Linked DNA regions of Mus musculus: region 1 is linked to region 2. The links are chromatin contacts, called in public HiChIP or PLAC-seq maps. All regions are on one chromosome and are shown on one strand. The core of a region is the stretch at or near the end of the contact, and the rest is flanking DNA. Distances in the headings are between cores, read along the strand shown.

The links. HiChIP or PLAC-seq counts read pairs in DNA pulled down with a chosen protein or histone mark.
Region 1: a FOXA1 HiChIP or PLAC-seq map of pancreatic cancer cells shows a contact between it and region 2. The contact joins the promoter of Cuta here to the promoter of Pigq in region 2. A contact is called at or near these places in 1 of 39 promoter capture datasets (erythroid cells), 1 of 115 datasets of contacts at active chromatin or transcription factors (pancreatic cancer cells) and 1 of 9 other capture datasets (adipose tissue).

What each region holds. Positions count from the first base shown.
Region 1 is chr17:26,935,691-26,942,225 of GRCm38.p6, reverse strand. It overlaps Cuta (cutA divalent cation tolerance homolog), which reads left to right and starts at 2,688. Exons shown (of 7, transcript NM_026307.3): 1 at 2,688-2,775; 2 at 2,858-2,909; 3 at 3,134-3,342; 4 at 3,440-3,499; 5 at 3,609-3,654; 6 at 3,759-3,808; 7 at 4,050-4,254. The coding sequence starts at 2,868. The coding sequence ends at 4,176. It overlaps Phf1 (PHD finger protein 1), which reads right to left. Exons shown (of 15, transcript NM_009343.3): 8 at 6,408-6,476; 9 at 6,184-6,307; 10 at 6,035-6,102; 11 at 5,835-5,939; 12 at 5,546-5,714; 13 at 5,361-5,455; 14 at 5,092-5,172; 15 at 4,318-4,946. The coding sequence ends at 4,661. Syngap1 (synaptic Ras GTPase activating protein 1 homolog (rat)) reads right to left here and starts at 976. Exons shown (of 19, transcript NM_001281491.2): 1 at 708-976. The coding sequence starts at 774.
Region 2 is chr17:25,937,727-25,943,986 of GRCm38.p6, reverse strand. Pigq (phosphatidylinositol glycan anchor biosynthesis, class Q) reads left to right here and starts at 1,998. Exons shown (of 11, transcript NM_011822.4): 1 at 1,998-2,172. Nhlrc4 (NHL repeat containing 4) reads left to right here. Exons shown (of 2, transcript NM_001039038.2): 2 at 1-1,754. The coding sequence starts at 216. The coding sequence ends at 626.

The DNA.
Region 1 (6,535 bases), core at 1,439-3,938, 1.0 Mb before region 2:
CTCCAGAGTCCTAATGAGGGCCAGTTACCCTCAGGATTTTTATCTGGCCCTTGTCCCCACCCCTCAATCTTACTTGCATCCCCCCCCCCAAACCAAAAAAAAAAAAACCACTTGATCCTCCCCCTTCTCTGGTGTCCCCTCCCCCAATCCTTTTTCTCTCTCCTCTCTTCCCTCCATCTGGACCCCCCACACCCCCCCACTGCCACCTTCTTTCTCCATCTGGCCCCTTCCCTCCCTCCATCCTCCTCTCTTTTCCTAAGTCCTACCACCCTGAGCCCCTCACCAAATTCCCTTCCCACCTTCTTGGTCTCTCATGCCGCCTGTGTTTTCATTTCCCCCCTACCCTCTCCCAAGACCATGCCTCTACTTCCTTGGTAATTTCTTCCTCACTCTGCTCCCAAATCCAAACCATTTCTGCAGCCTTTCCCCAAACTCAGTCCTCCCTTCTCATCCCTTTCTGACGCGCTTTCCCCTCCATCATCTTCCCCTCAGCCCCCTTGAAAAGGCCCGTGTCCCAGCCCCTCTATCCTACCCCTATGCCTCTAATCCCTCCTTTCCCACTGTTCCCACCTCTGCCTTCCCGACCCTCCCCTCTCCCTCCATTTCAGCCGCTCCTTCCCCTCGGTGGCCCCGGCCCTCCCCCGCCCGCTGCCCCTCCCCCTCTTGCCCCCCCATTTGGCCCTCCCCTCCCCTTACCACCACCGTACCTCTGAAGGGGGCATAGGACATCGCGGGGATGCTCCCCCGATGGATGGAGGCTCGAGACCTGCTCATCAGGCCTGAGGGGGAGGGGGCGGGGGGACGGGGGGAGAAAAAGAAGAGAGAAAGAGGGGGAGAGAAAGGGGGAGAAGGAGGAGGTGGAGGAGGAGGAGGAGGAGGAGAGAGGAGGAGAGAGGAGCGGAGAGGAGCAGAGAGGAGGAGAGAGGAGGAGGAGGAGGAGAATAAGAGCCAACGGCAGCAGCGGCAGCAGAGAGAGGGGGGGCGGGGGAAGCGAGCTAGAGAAGAGAGAGCAGGAGGAGGAGGGAGAGACTGCAGCCCCCACCCCTACCCAGGGAGACCCGGAAAAGGAGAGAACGAGGGACCCCTGACTCATACACACCAGGGAAGTCCCGTAGAAGCTGACCCAAGACCCTCAGACAGACCCCAGACCCAGAGAAAGATACTCACCACCTCACCCCCCCCCCACCTCCATACTCAACAAATTGGGTCTCACAGATCCAAATCTAGAAGGAAAGAGACCTCTGAGCTCAGACCCCACCCCCTAAATTAAAGAAAGGAGTCAGGGACCAGAATATGAGACTCTAGTGTCAGCAAGGTTCTCCAGACCCATGTTAATCTTATTCGAACCCTGGACTTGTAGTTTGGGAGACCCAAAACAGAGACCTAGACCCAAAGAAAAAGATGAAGCCAATATTAGAAAGTGCCCCAGGCCAGAATTAAATTTTAGAATCTAGCTAGAGGTAAGAAACCCCACATTCGTATCTCAAAGAAACTGCAAACTTGGGGATGAAGGAGGAGACATTCGGCTGACCCAAAGATGAAGATGACCACATAGAGATCTAAAATACATTACATCTGAAAGATGTGAGTTAGTGACCGATTGCGAGGTTCAATTTCCTGAAACAACTCCCCAGGTAACCCAGACCCTAGGAAGGGCCCAAATATTGGACCCCCACCCCCACAGGACCCAAATATTGGACCCCCAACCCCTCACCTACACACACAAGGATCTCTGAGAACCCCCCCCCCAACTCAAGAAAATGCAGAAGCCTAACAGGAGCCACCCATGCCAAGGACCCCAGACCTTGGAGGGAGGGCTAATATTTGGGCGGCAGGGCCCTTTTTCCTGCTGTCTCCACCCTCTTCTCTGTCCTCTCACTGGTCCCCTCTCCATTTTTGGGTCACTGGATGTGTTTAGGCTCCAGGGAGGTTATGTAGGGCAGGTCCTGGTTCCTTGGGGGAATGGATGAAGGTAAGGAGACCCAAGACCGAGAGGTGGGCCAGTCCTGGGGAGAAGAGTCAGCAAGGGGGAAAGAACAGGGTCACACTCTGAACTCTAACTTGCAACTCTCATTTCTCCTCTCCACTCATTTGTCAGCCTCTGTCCGAAGCTTTGGGCTCTGGGTATCTTCCATCACCCACTAGCCCATTTACAGGTGTCACCCAGTGCTTTGAAAAGGTGTCTTTCCTCTCCCAGCCACGGCAGTGCCAGGTCTGAGCCTGCCTGATCACTGCCCCCTACCCAGGGACAGCTGGCTTCTCAGCTCGGTGCTAACGCAAGGGCGGTGGCGGGGGGTGGGGGGAACTGTCCCCACCCAAGGCTGCCTGTCAGCGCGGGGAGGGAGGGGGGCTGTTACTAGGCACACTCCGGAGCTCAGGACAACTCCCCGGCCCCAGCCTGACGCAGCGACAGCGCGGGTCGCCAGGTCTCACGTCACGTGGACCGCGAGGCCGGCCAGCAATTGGCCTCCGCTCGCTGCTCCTGAGGCGGCGCCGCCTGAAAGGACAGGCCTCATCACGTGACGGCGGGTCGCCGCAGCGGCGTTCCCCTGCCAGCAACCGGTTGAGGATTCACGGAAATGGGCGGGCCGCTGGGGCGCACGACCTCAGATAAAGCTGCCGATTGGTCGGAGGGCTCGACGCCACGCCCACTTAAGAGGGCGGGGCTACCGGGCCACTTGAGGGCCGGGATTGGCCAGGTCTGGAGACTCCGGGAAGGCAGGGCTGCTCCTGTCACGTGGTGCACACTGTTTTCGCGTCACGTGGCTACTGCAGGTAAGAGGCGGCCGCTCCGCCGGGGCTCGGGGTCCTTCGTCCGTGCAATGAGCGGCCATTGATTTCTTCTTTTCTCTACCAGCGCGGGCTGCATGAACTGGGGGCGGGCGCCCGGCGTCTTGCTCGGCGGAGGGGTGAGTCTGGCCCCGCCTTTTCCGGTCTCGAAGTCTCACCCAGCTTCTGCAGCGGAACAGAGGAGCTGTCCCAAGTTTCTTTTAAGTTTCAGGGACATTTTTTTTTTTCTTCCTGGTGCAGAAAAGGCAGCGCAGAGGCTTGGTGTCTGCCCCAGAAGGCAGCCCAGGTGCAATTTCCTGGGGCAGTTGTGGGGACACTGAATCCGCCCTCCCCCCTGCTCCAGGCCACTCTGCTCCTGTCGTTTCTTTGGATGCCAGCGCTACTGCCGGTGGCTTCCCGCCTTCTGTTGCTACCCCGAGCTCTGCTGTCAATGGCTTCTGGAAGCCCTCCGTCCCAGCCCCCTCCGGCCTCGGGCTCCGGCTACGTTCCAGGATCAGTCTCTGCAGCCTTTGTCACTTGTCCCAACGAAAAAGTCGCCAAGGAGATCGCCAGGTGGGGACCTCGGCCAGATGACCTAGAGAGAGCGTTGGGGTTAGGGGAAGGGTGCTGTTTCCGGGTCGTGCACACTCTGATCTCGCTTCACCCTCAGGGCAGTGGTAGAGAAGCGTCTGGCAGCCTGCGTCAACCTCATCCCGCAGATCACATCCATGTGAGTTGTCAGTTAGAAACGGAAATCTACCCGGAGGGGCTGAGAGCTTTTTCTGGGAGAAATCTTCCTTTCCCAAGACTTTGTTCCCTTCTTTCTCTGACCTCTTCAGCTATGAATGGAAAGGAAAGATCGAGGAAGATAGTGAGGTGCTGATGGTGAGAAAATTCCCCCCCTGCCTGGCTCCTTTGACAACTCTGGCCCTCTCCTGACACCAGTTCTCTACCCCGTTGGTTGAACTATGTCTGTCTTTGCCCTTTAGATGATTAAAACCCAAAGCTCCCTGGTCCCTGCTCTGACAGAGTTTGTTCGGTAAGAACTTTGAGATTTTCTTTTGGTGGTGGTGGTGGGGCTGGGGGATGAACCAGGCAGGGCCTTGAGTATTTCAGGCAAACACTCTGCCACTGAGTGAGAAGAAACCCCGCTCCCCGCCTCCCCTCCCCCAAGCGCTGAGGTGGACACTGTGTGGTGGAACTTACTGGGGAGTCCAGGGCTGGTGTCTTAGGGGGTGTATCTTTGGGTGTCCAAATAACCTCGCCCTATCACTTCGCAGATCTGTGCACCCTTATGAAGTGGCCGAAGTGATTGCACTGCCTGTGGAGCAGGGAAATCCCCCGTACCTGCACTGGGTGCACCAGGTCACAGAATCGGTTTCAAATTCTGGCACAGCCCTACCATGAGGAGCCCTGTTCCTGTTTTAATGCCCCCTGGCTTCCATGTGATGACCGAACCCCCAATAAATCCTCTCCTGCTCCTGATGCCTTTTCTCTGTGACATGGATGTGGTCGGGAAGATCGAGAGCGCCTCTTGTCAATCTTTCAAAATGACTCATGCCTACTAGGTTTATTTATCTTTATTACAGTCATACAGTCTGGAATCCTGGACCACCCAAACCCCCCCCCCCAATCTCTAATCCCAGGGGTTAAATAGTCTTAAAAAATTATCTCAAAAGCTGTAACAAAATAACATCAAAGGAAATGAGGGGGGGCATTAGGAGTCATGAAGGGGCAGAGAAGAGGACCTCTTCACTCCCCTGGATTCCAGCCTGGGCAGGAGGGAGAACCACTCCCCATCTCTCCAGGTACATCCCAGCTGTAGGTGAGGTCAGAGGTCAGGGCATGAAAGTGCCAGTGTGTGAATGGGGAGGGGAGCAGAAGCAGGCTGTCAGAAGATGCCCCCCCCTCCCCACTCAACTAGGTACTGCACAGAGCCGTCAGGCCGCACTCTTCGAGCAAGGACCCTCACAGGGTCCCCTCGGGACAGGTAGCTAACCCCACCTCGGACTCCTCCCCCAGTCCCCGGAGACAGACTACGGCACAAGGGAGAAGGGGGTGAATGTCTGGAAAAGCCTGGGGTCAGGGCTGGGACCGAGGAAGATGAGGCCGTCACTGAGTGGGGTGAACTTTTAGGGGTGTCTGTGGGGAAGCCAATGTGAAGTCCCAGAGGTGACCTGGAAGACAGAGGACAAACAGTGAGACCAGACAGGCCTGAGAGATGTGGGTGGGTGGCAGGAGGGCGGGCAGGACTGATGCTAGTCTGGGCTTCAGAGACTAAAGCCTGAAAGGAGGGAACTGGTGTCGACGGGATAGACTCACCTATCTGGGGGTTCACTGTCCCCAGAGGTCCCTGCAGTGCTGGCAGAAGGGTGGAAGGAGGCGAACATCCGGATAGGGCTGCTGAGGTTGGGGACAGGCAAGTCAGCACCTCAAGCAGGGAAGGGTAGCGCTCACATACTCAAAGCTGGGTAGAGGCTGCCTCTGCACAGCTCTTTGGGACAACAATCCACAAGTGAAGGTGGAAAGGGAAAAGAGTTGCAGGTGACAGAGTCTGGAATGACTGGGGCACATCTGGACCAGGCACTCACCTGGGCAGACAGCGGGCGTCTGTGGGCCGGAAGTTGTAGCCGCTGCTGCCCTCATAGCTCTGGTTAGGGCTGGGGGGTGGTGGAGACACCGAGGCCTGTAGGAGAAGGCAGTGGGGCTGTGAGGTGACCCTGGGTTTCTTCACACCCCCTCCGGTTTGCCTCATTGAAATTCCCTGCCCGTGTACCTGCAGGGCCCTCTGCTCCCGGGACCCATGCCGACTGTGTGCTGCCGTGGGTGGCCCCAGTTCCTCCACTTTCCCCTTCTGCCTCCTCCTTAAGGGTTCTGGCTCCGACCTCCATCGTTTCCCCAGGGGACGTGAGACCCCTCCCCCAGGGCCCTGCCCTGAAGGGAAGCTGTAAGAGGTCTCTTTATCCCCCCAGCCCCCTCCCAGCCACCCCAGACCCCCATTTTCTTTATATGCACCCTCCAAACAGATCCTTGAGAATTCTCCCCATCCCCCCTGGACCAGTGACCTGGTGGGGGCTCCATCTCCAGTGAGAAGCTCCACAGGAGGAGGGGTCCGAGCATGGAGACCAAAAAGACATTTTCGCTTTTTAATCTCCCTCCCTGAAATGAAACTGGGACAAGGGGAATGTCGGCAGGTCCGTGCTGTAGCAAAGTTCTCCTCATCCAGACTAGCACCTCACCCCTGAGCCTCCCTCTTTTGACTCACCGGTCCTTGTGGCTGTTAAGAGCAGAAAGGAGCTGGGAAGAGCGCTCTCCCTTGGGAGTATCTGAGAGCTGAAGAAGAGGGTAAATGGGTCAAGGAAGCAGACATTCCTTGTCCCTCCCACCCCAGTTCCCACACTTTAGAACCCTTACCTCCCCCAGGAGCAGACTGTCCCAATTCTCAGAGGTGAAGGGGAGGATCTCTCGGTCAAAATCAAAATATTTCTTCTTACAGCAAACGCTGAGGTGGTAGAGGACAAGATGGGCCACATCCACCCTGGAGGAGCATGGAATTGTCAGCAGCATCGGCGCTATCAAAATCAGGGGTCATTAGGGTAACATGGTGGACAACAGAAATGAATCACAACCCATCTCACCAGCGAAGCTGTAACCTCCGGACCTTCTCAGGGCCGCCCCGGCACACACAGCACTCAAATTCATAGAATCTGCACATGGGCCAGGACAGAGGATGCACCTCATTCAGCCCTCTGACCCCGGCTGCAGA
Region 2 (6,260 bases), core at 749-3,248:
CCTTTGTCCCAGAGGATGTGGCGGTGACAGCTGCAGGGCTTGTGGTGGTCAGTGACCTCATTCACGGGGCTGTGTATGCTCTCCAGTACACTTCCCGGGAACCCCAGGGCCGCTGGGTGACTGTAGGCACATTCCTGTCCCCCCGAGGGCTGGCTGTGGATGCTCTTGGACACTTCCTGGTGACAGACTACTTGCCTGGAACTGTTCACAGCTTCATGTTAGGACCAACCTGGGAGCCCCTTGCTCCAACCTCCATGCTAGGTCTGGAGGGCCCTTGTTGGGTAGGTCCAGGGCCTGATGGGGGCTTTGCTGTGAGTGAAGAGTTTGGGGATGTACAGCTGTTTGGCAGTGCCCACCAGCCTCTGGGCTCCCTAGGAACCCTGACTGGGCATAACTTTGGCCACCCAGCAGGTGTGTGCTCTGATGCAGAGGGTAGCATTATTGTGGCTGATGAGCAGAGGCACCAAGTGACTTTGTTTCCCCGGGTTGGGCCACCCATCTGTTTGCAGTTGGAGGGACTAAAGAGGCCCTTGGGTATGGCCTGTGCACCCCAGGGCCAACTAGTGGTGGCAGATGCAGGGGACAACTGCATCAAGTTGTACCAGTATCTGGGGGAGATGGCCTGAGGGGTAGGCTCTGGGGGAAATTGCCCCTTGCTAGGACTGGCCGGGCCTGAGTCCTTTGTACTATCATGGAAGGTTGGTAGGCTCCTTGGGGCCTGCTGAGCCGTCTTCCTGATACCTGGTCTTAGCTGGCTTTGTGATTTCCTCTTGGCAAGTGCCCCTGTCTACACAGAAACCATGAATCACCATTTCTTGATGAGGTTCTAAACTGGGCCATCTCCACTTCCCTATTAAGTATGCTCATAGGTTTTCATGCCCCTAAAACCCAAGGGCCACTCAGTCCCTGGCTCTGCTAGCTTGGGTCTCGGGAGGCCTGAGCTTTGAGGCAACACTTGAAGCTATAGATCCTGGGTGCTGAGGCTGTCTGCCAGCAGATAGCTAGGCAAGATCTCCTGCCAGGTGTCCAACCCCTACATCCTAATCAGAGGCAGGCAGGCAGGCAGGCAGGGAGGGTGTGGCTAGGCTGGGTTGGGCAGTTTAGGGGAAGGGTGTGGTCCCTTAGTGTTCCCCCCAGCTTCAAAAATATTCCCATTCTTGAGCCTCCAACAGCACTCTGGGCCCAACAGAGAGGTAAGGAGTAGGCAAATCAGAGGGGTAAGGCCAACATGTGTCCTGGTAGGGCACATAGCAAGGGCAGGTCCTCTACTGGACACTCCCTGTTTTGAAAGATACCTTCAGTTTTCCCTTCAATCCAGGTCCAAACCACTTTTGAGCACTTAGGTGGGGTGCTGGGACGGTTCTGGGTAGCACAGGTTCTTTCATACCCTTCCATTCAAGACAGGAAAACAGTAGCCTTTCCTCCCATGTTACAGATGAGATCTGGAAGGGGAGGGGTGTGTGTGTGTGTGTGTGTGTGTGTGTGTGTGTGTGTGTGTGTTTGAAGAGCTTACTCATTGAGAATCTGGTCTCACCCATGTTCTTCATGTGGGAAGAAGCAAGAAAAAGCTCCTTGCTTTTGCTCCTTTAGGGTGTGGGGTGGCACCCAGCCTGTCATCTGGACGTTGAGGTCAACACACATGTCACTCCTGCAGGCTAAATCAATATGCCCTGTTCATTATGTTGTGGGGGATTAATGGACAATGAAAGAAACTTTGCTTGTAAGTAGATGCTCAATAAACACTAGTTACTGCGTTGTTAGGGGTATTGCTTTCAGACTATGCGGCCCACACGGGTCTGCATGCACCCTACTCGCAATGGATAGAAACAGATGGAAGGGCCTGGGTTTAGGAGGCCAGGCGGTAAGAACAAAGCGGCTACCATGGTCCTCAAAGGCTGGATCCACCGGACCTTTCAGGATATTTACAGCGAGGGTAGCTTTGATGACAGGAGCCGCGCGCGCGGAACTCTCGGGCTCAGGCGATGGACAGCCCGGGCATGTTTGGGGACCGGACCGTCGCGCGACAACGCCGCGGAGCCGGCGGAAATGGTGCTGATGTCCCGCGGCGGGCCTGGGAGCCGCAAGCACGGTCGTCCTCCCGGGCCCGCCGAACGCAGTGCCCAACCCAGTTCCTTCCCTACCGCTCGGGGACGCGGCCCCGGGGACCAGCTGGTGAGCACTAGCGGGTGGCGGGGCCGGGAGAGGAAGAGGAGGAAATCCCGAGGTAGCGCAGGCCTCTTGGTCCTAAAGACTCTGAGATGGGAAACCTGAGGCCGGGATAGAGGGAGAGGCGGCCACCCACGCAGCTGACCTCCAGGCTCAGCGGCACCCGTTGTGGGTCTGGGCCTGCTCTCCGGAACTTGAGGGCACCGAGAGGCCCCTCCTCCCCTCCAGGCCGGGAACTGGCTGGAAGATTCCTGGGGCACTGGCTGAGAGGCTCATATTTATCCACTCCAGTAAAGATCAGAAACAGATTACCCCCTCCTTTTGAAATGAAAAAGGAAAGCATTTACAGAGGCGGAAAATGTGTTTCTGTGCAGGTTCTCTTTTAGGCTAGGTTGGCCTCAAAATCCTAGTGTAGCAAAGGATGACCTTGAATTTTTGATTGTCCTTTGGCCACCTCCTGATTACAGATATGCACTGCTACTACTGGTCTATGAGGTTCTGGGGACTCAACACAGGGTCTGGTGCAGGCTAGGTAGGCTCCATACCAACTGACTACATCCCTAGTCAGAAAAGTGGTTTTGTTGTTGTTGTTGTTGTTTGAACGTGGGGTAAATATGAACCCTCTCAAAGATTCACAAAGTAATGTTTCAGCTATGATGTGTCCCAGGTCTCTCTTAACTGGGCTGGCCATCCCTCAAGCCTGTTCCTTGCAGGGGAAGTAAGCAGTAGCTCTGCTGCTGAAGTCTGACTTGGAGTTCTGTGAAGAGACTTCCTGGGGCCTCTTATTTAACCCTCCTGGGAATGGGCTGTCGGGGAGGGAACTGACTCCTTCTTAGCAAAGGTAGCTTTTCCAGGCTTGGGCTGTTCTTTTAATCAGCATCTTTAAAGGCCTTCACGCATCCCAGGTTTTTGCCTTCTCGCTCCAGCCTCTCACCTCTTGTATCGATCGCCTGCTCTTTCATCATCATTTTCTGCTGCTGGGATCCCAGCAGCCCAGTGTAAGCACACTCCTTCTTACACTTCAGTGCATCCGGAGGCTGAGATGGGAGTGAGGGTGGGGATTTGCCTCAACTTGAGTTCTCTCAGTACCCCACAGATCAGAGCTCCAACCTCTCTCTGCCTTGCACCTTCTTTCCTTTGACCCGAGCTTTTTTGCTTTAAGGTAAACTGTAAATGAAGCATACTCCACAAGGAGGATGTGCATAGACACAGTGTGTATATAGCACAGTGGATTCACGAGTTGTGAGCAGACTCCAAACCAACCTTTGAAACATCTGTTTATAATTAGATCAAGGGCATTTCTCTTCCTACACGGTTGTGAGCATTTTTCCTTAGTTCATGTGAAGTGTTCCCCCAGAGAGTCAAATGATATTTCACTGAGCTGGTGTGTCCTTACAAAGTTGTTGAACAAGAGTTTGGGCTGGGCTGAAGGGTTCCCTATGACAGTGACCCGCCGGGGCTCTTACAGGCGGAATGGCTCTAGTATTTTTAGCCGTGCCTCATGTCATGGCCTTCTGGAGTCAGTTCCTACTGAAGGGACAAGAGAAATTGGTTCTTGACACTGGCTATGGGGATTTAGCCTGCCCTAGTGTTGGGCGTCAGGTTTTCCCTATGGACACCTACCAATTGCCTGCTTCCTCCGGGTTCTTTGGAGTTTTGTTTTCCTGGAGACTTCTGACTCAGAGTTCTATGGAAAGGCTTCCCGAGACTTCTTTAACGGCTTTTTCAGGCTTGGACTGTTCTTTTAATCAGCACCAGCATTTGGAAGTCCTACAGTGCTGGGTCCCATTAGTCCTCTCAGCATTGGGCTGGGTTATAGTTCATATGAGACCCTAGGTCTAGTCCTCAATATCAAAACCAAAAAGCTTTGCCACATTGTCCATGTGACGGCTTTGGGCTGGACAGGAAGGGAGCAGCTGCACCTGGATCCTTCAAGCTCTGGCCATTTGTCTATGGGCCAGCTACCACCACCACTTGTGTCACTGTCTATCCCCTCGACTCCAATTGTTTTGTGCAGACACTAGACCAGGAAACTAGGCTTCAGCCCAAGATCTGGGCCTCCCTCAGGAAAGGATCCAAAAATGGGGTCTTTGTTCATGGTTGCTGTGTCCTTCACTTCACATGGGCAAGATGCGGTATTGACTAAAGAAAGGCATATGTAGGCACTTGAACCTTGCCAACCATTCCAGCAGTTCAGATCAGCAGGCACAAGTGGAGGACACCCACAATCTCCAAACAGCACCTTTTCTGTGGAAGGAACAGAGTGGGGTCCACAGAGTAAAGGATTTGTAGCTACTATGGTGGTTTTTTTTTTTTTAAAGATTTATTTATTTATTACATGTAAGCACACCAGGCACACCAGAAGAGGGCATCAGATCAGATCAGATCTCACTCATTAGAGGTGGTTGTGAGCCACCTTGTGGTTGCTGGGATTTGAACTCAGGACCTTTGGAAGAGCAGTCAGTGCTCTTAACCGCTGAGCCATCTCTCCAGCCCCTGTGGTGGTGCCCCTGTGGTGGTTCTTAATGCTCACACCAAGAGCCTGAGAGGTCAGGAGGGCTGCTGTTCCCTCACAGAAAATGCGTTGACATTCTCTCATGGAGAGAAATACTGCTCTGCTGGGAGCCCCATCTTGGGGTGTCTGCCAAGGATTCCAGAGAAAGAGGAGTACTACCCAGAGGTACCTCAGGTGAGCAGAGGGCAGAGCAGAGCCGCTACCACTGAGCTACACCTCCAGCCTCTTCTCTACTTACTTTCTGAGACTGAGTCTCTGTGTTACAGCTCTGAAGGCAAAGGTGTCCTGGCAGTCTGGAGCCAAGGAATAGCAAGCACAAAGTCACACCACACAACAAGCCTCATACAAGAGATTTATTGGGAAAGACACAAGATGGCAGCTACCTCTGCTTGGGCTAGAAGTAGCAGAAAACTGAGTGAGAAGCAAACTTATATAGGATTTCTTGGAGGTTGGAGGACCAAGTTTTCCAGGATGGGAACTGGTGGAGTTTCAAATCCTGACTTAGGCGGAGCTCGGGATTGATGAGTTTGTGGCAGCAGCAACAGGAGGACATGGTCCGTGTCACAGGAGGAGCGGCTCCTTTAAGCAGGCCTTACCCGCAGCCTTAGGACCAGTGATCTAGGTGTGCATCCAGTTTTCCTGAGCCCCGAAACAAGTTTGTTTGGTTCGCTTTTATTTTTTTATTTTTTAAAAAATATTTATTTATTATATCTTAAGTACACTGTAGCTGACTTCAGACACACCAGAAGAGAGCATCAGATTTCATTACGGGCGGTTGTGAGCCACCGTGTAGTTGCTGGGATTTGAACTCAGGACCTCTGGAAGAGCAGTCAGTGCTCTTATTTGCTGAGCCATCTCTCCAGCCCCTCGCTTTTATTTTTATTTTTGGTCATTTGGTGGTGTTTGAGATTAAATTCAGAATGTTGGCCATGCTAGGCAAGCACTCTGTCATTGAAAACCATCCCTGGCCCTCCAAAACAGGCTTAATACCTTTTAAATTTACTTTACGTATATGAGGTTTTGCCTGCACGTATGTAACCACACATGTGCTAGGTCTGCTGGAACTGGAGGTATGAATGGTTGTGAACCACCATTTGGGTGCTGGGAATCAAACTCAGGTCTTCTGCAAGAGCGACGAGAACTCTAAAGCTCTGAGTGGCTCTGCAGTCCCAGGTTTAAATTTTATCTTAACTCTTGCTTGTGTAAATCTAGTTTATTGCTGTTTGAGACAGGGCCTTATTTTGTATGCCAGGATTCCCTGAAATTCATGTGTAGGCCTAGCCTTGTCTTGAATCTTGAACCCAGTGGTCTCCCTGCTTTAGCCTCCTAAGTACTGAGACTATAGTCAAAAGCCATCTCCCCCAACCCCTTCCTTTGAAGGCTGGTCTTGAACTGGCACTCCTTCCTCCACCTCTCCACTGCTGGAATCACAGGTGTACATTACACAGCTGGCTGGCTTCTGGTTTGCTAAAGTTATCATTTGTGTACATGCTCATATGACACTCATAAGGAGGCCTTTCTCATTAAAGCCCTCAGGCTCAGCCCCACACTGCTGTCAGTCAACAGCATCTGTCCAGTA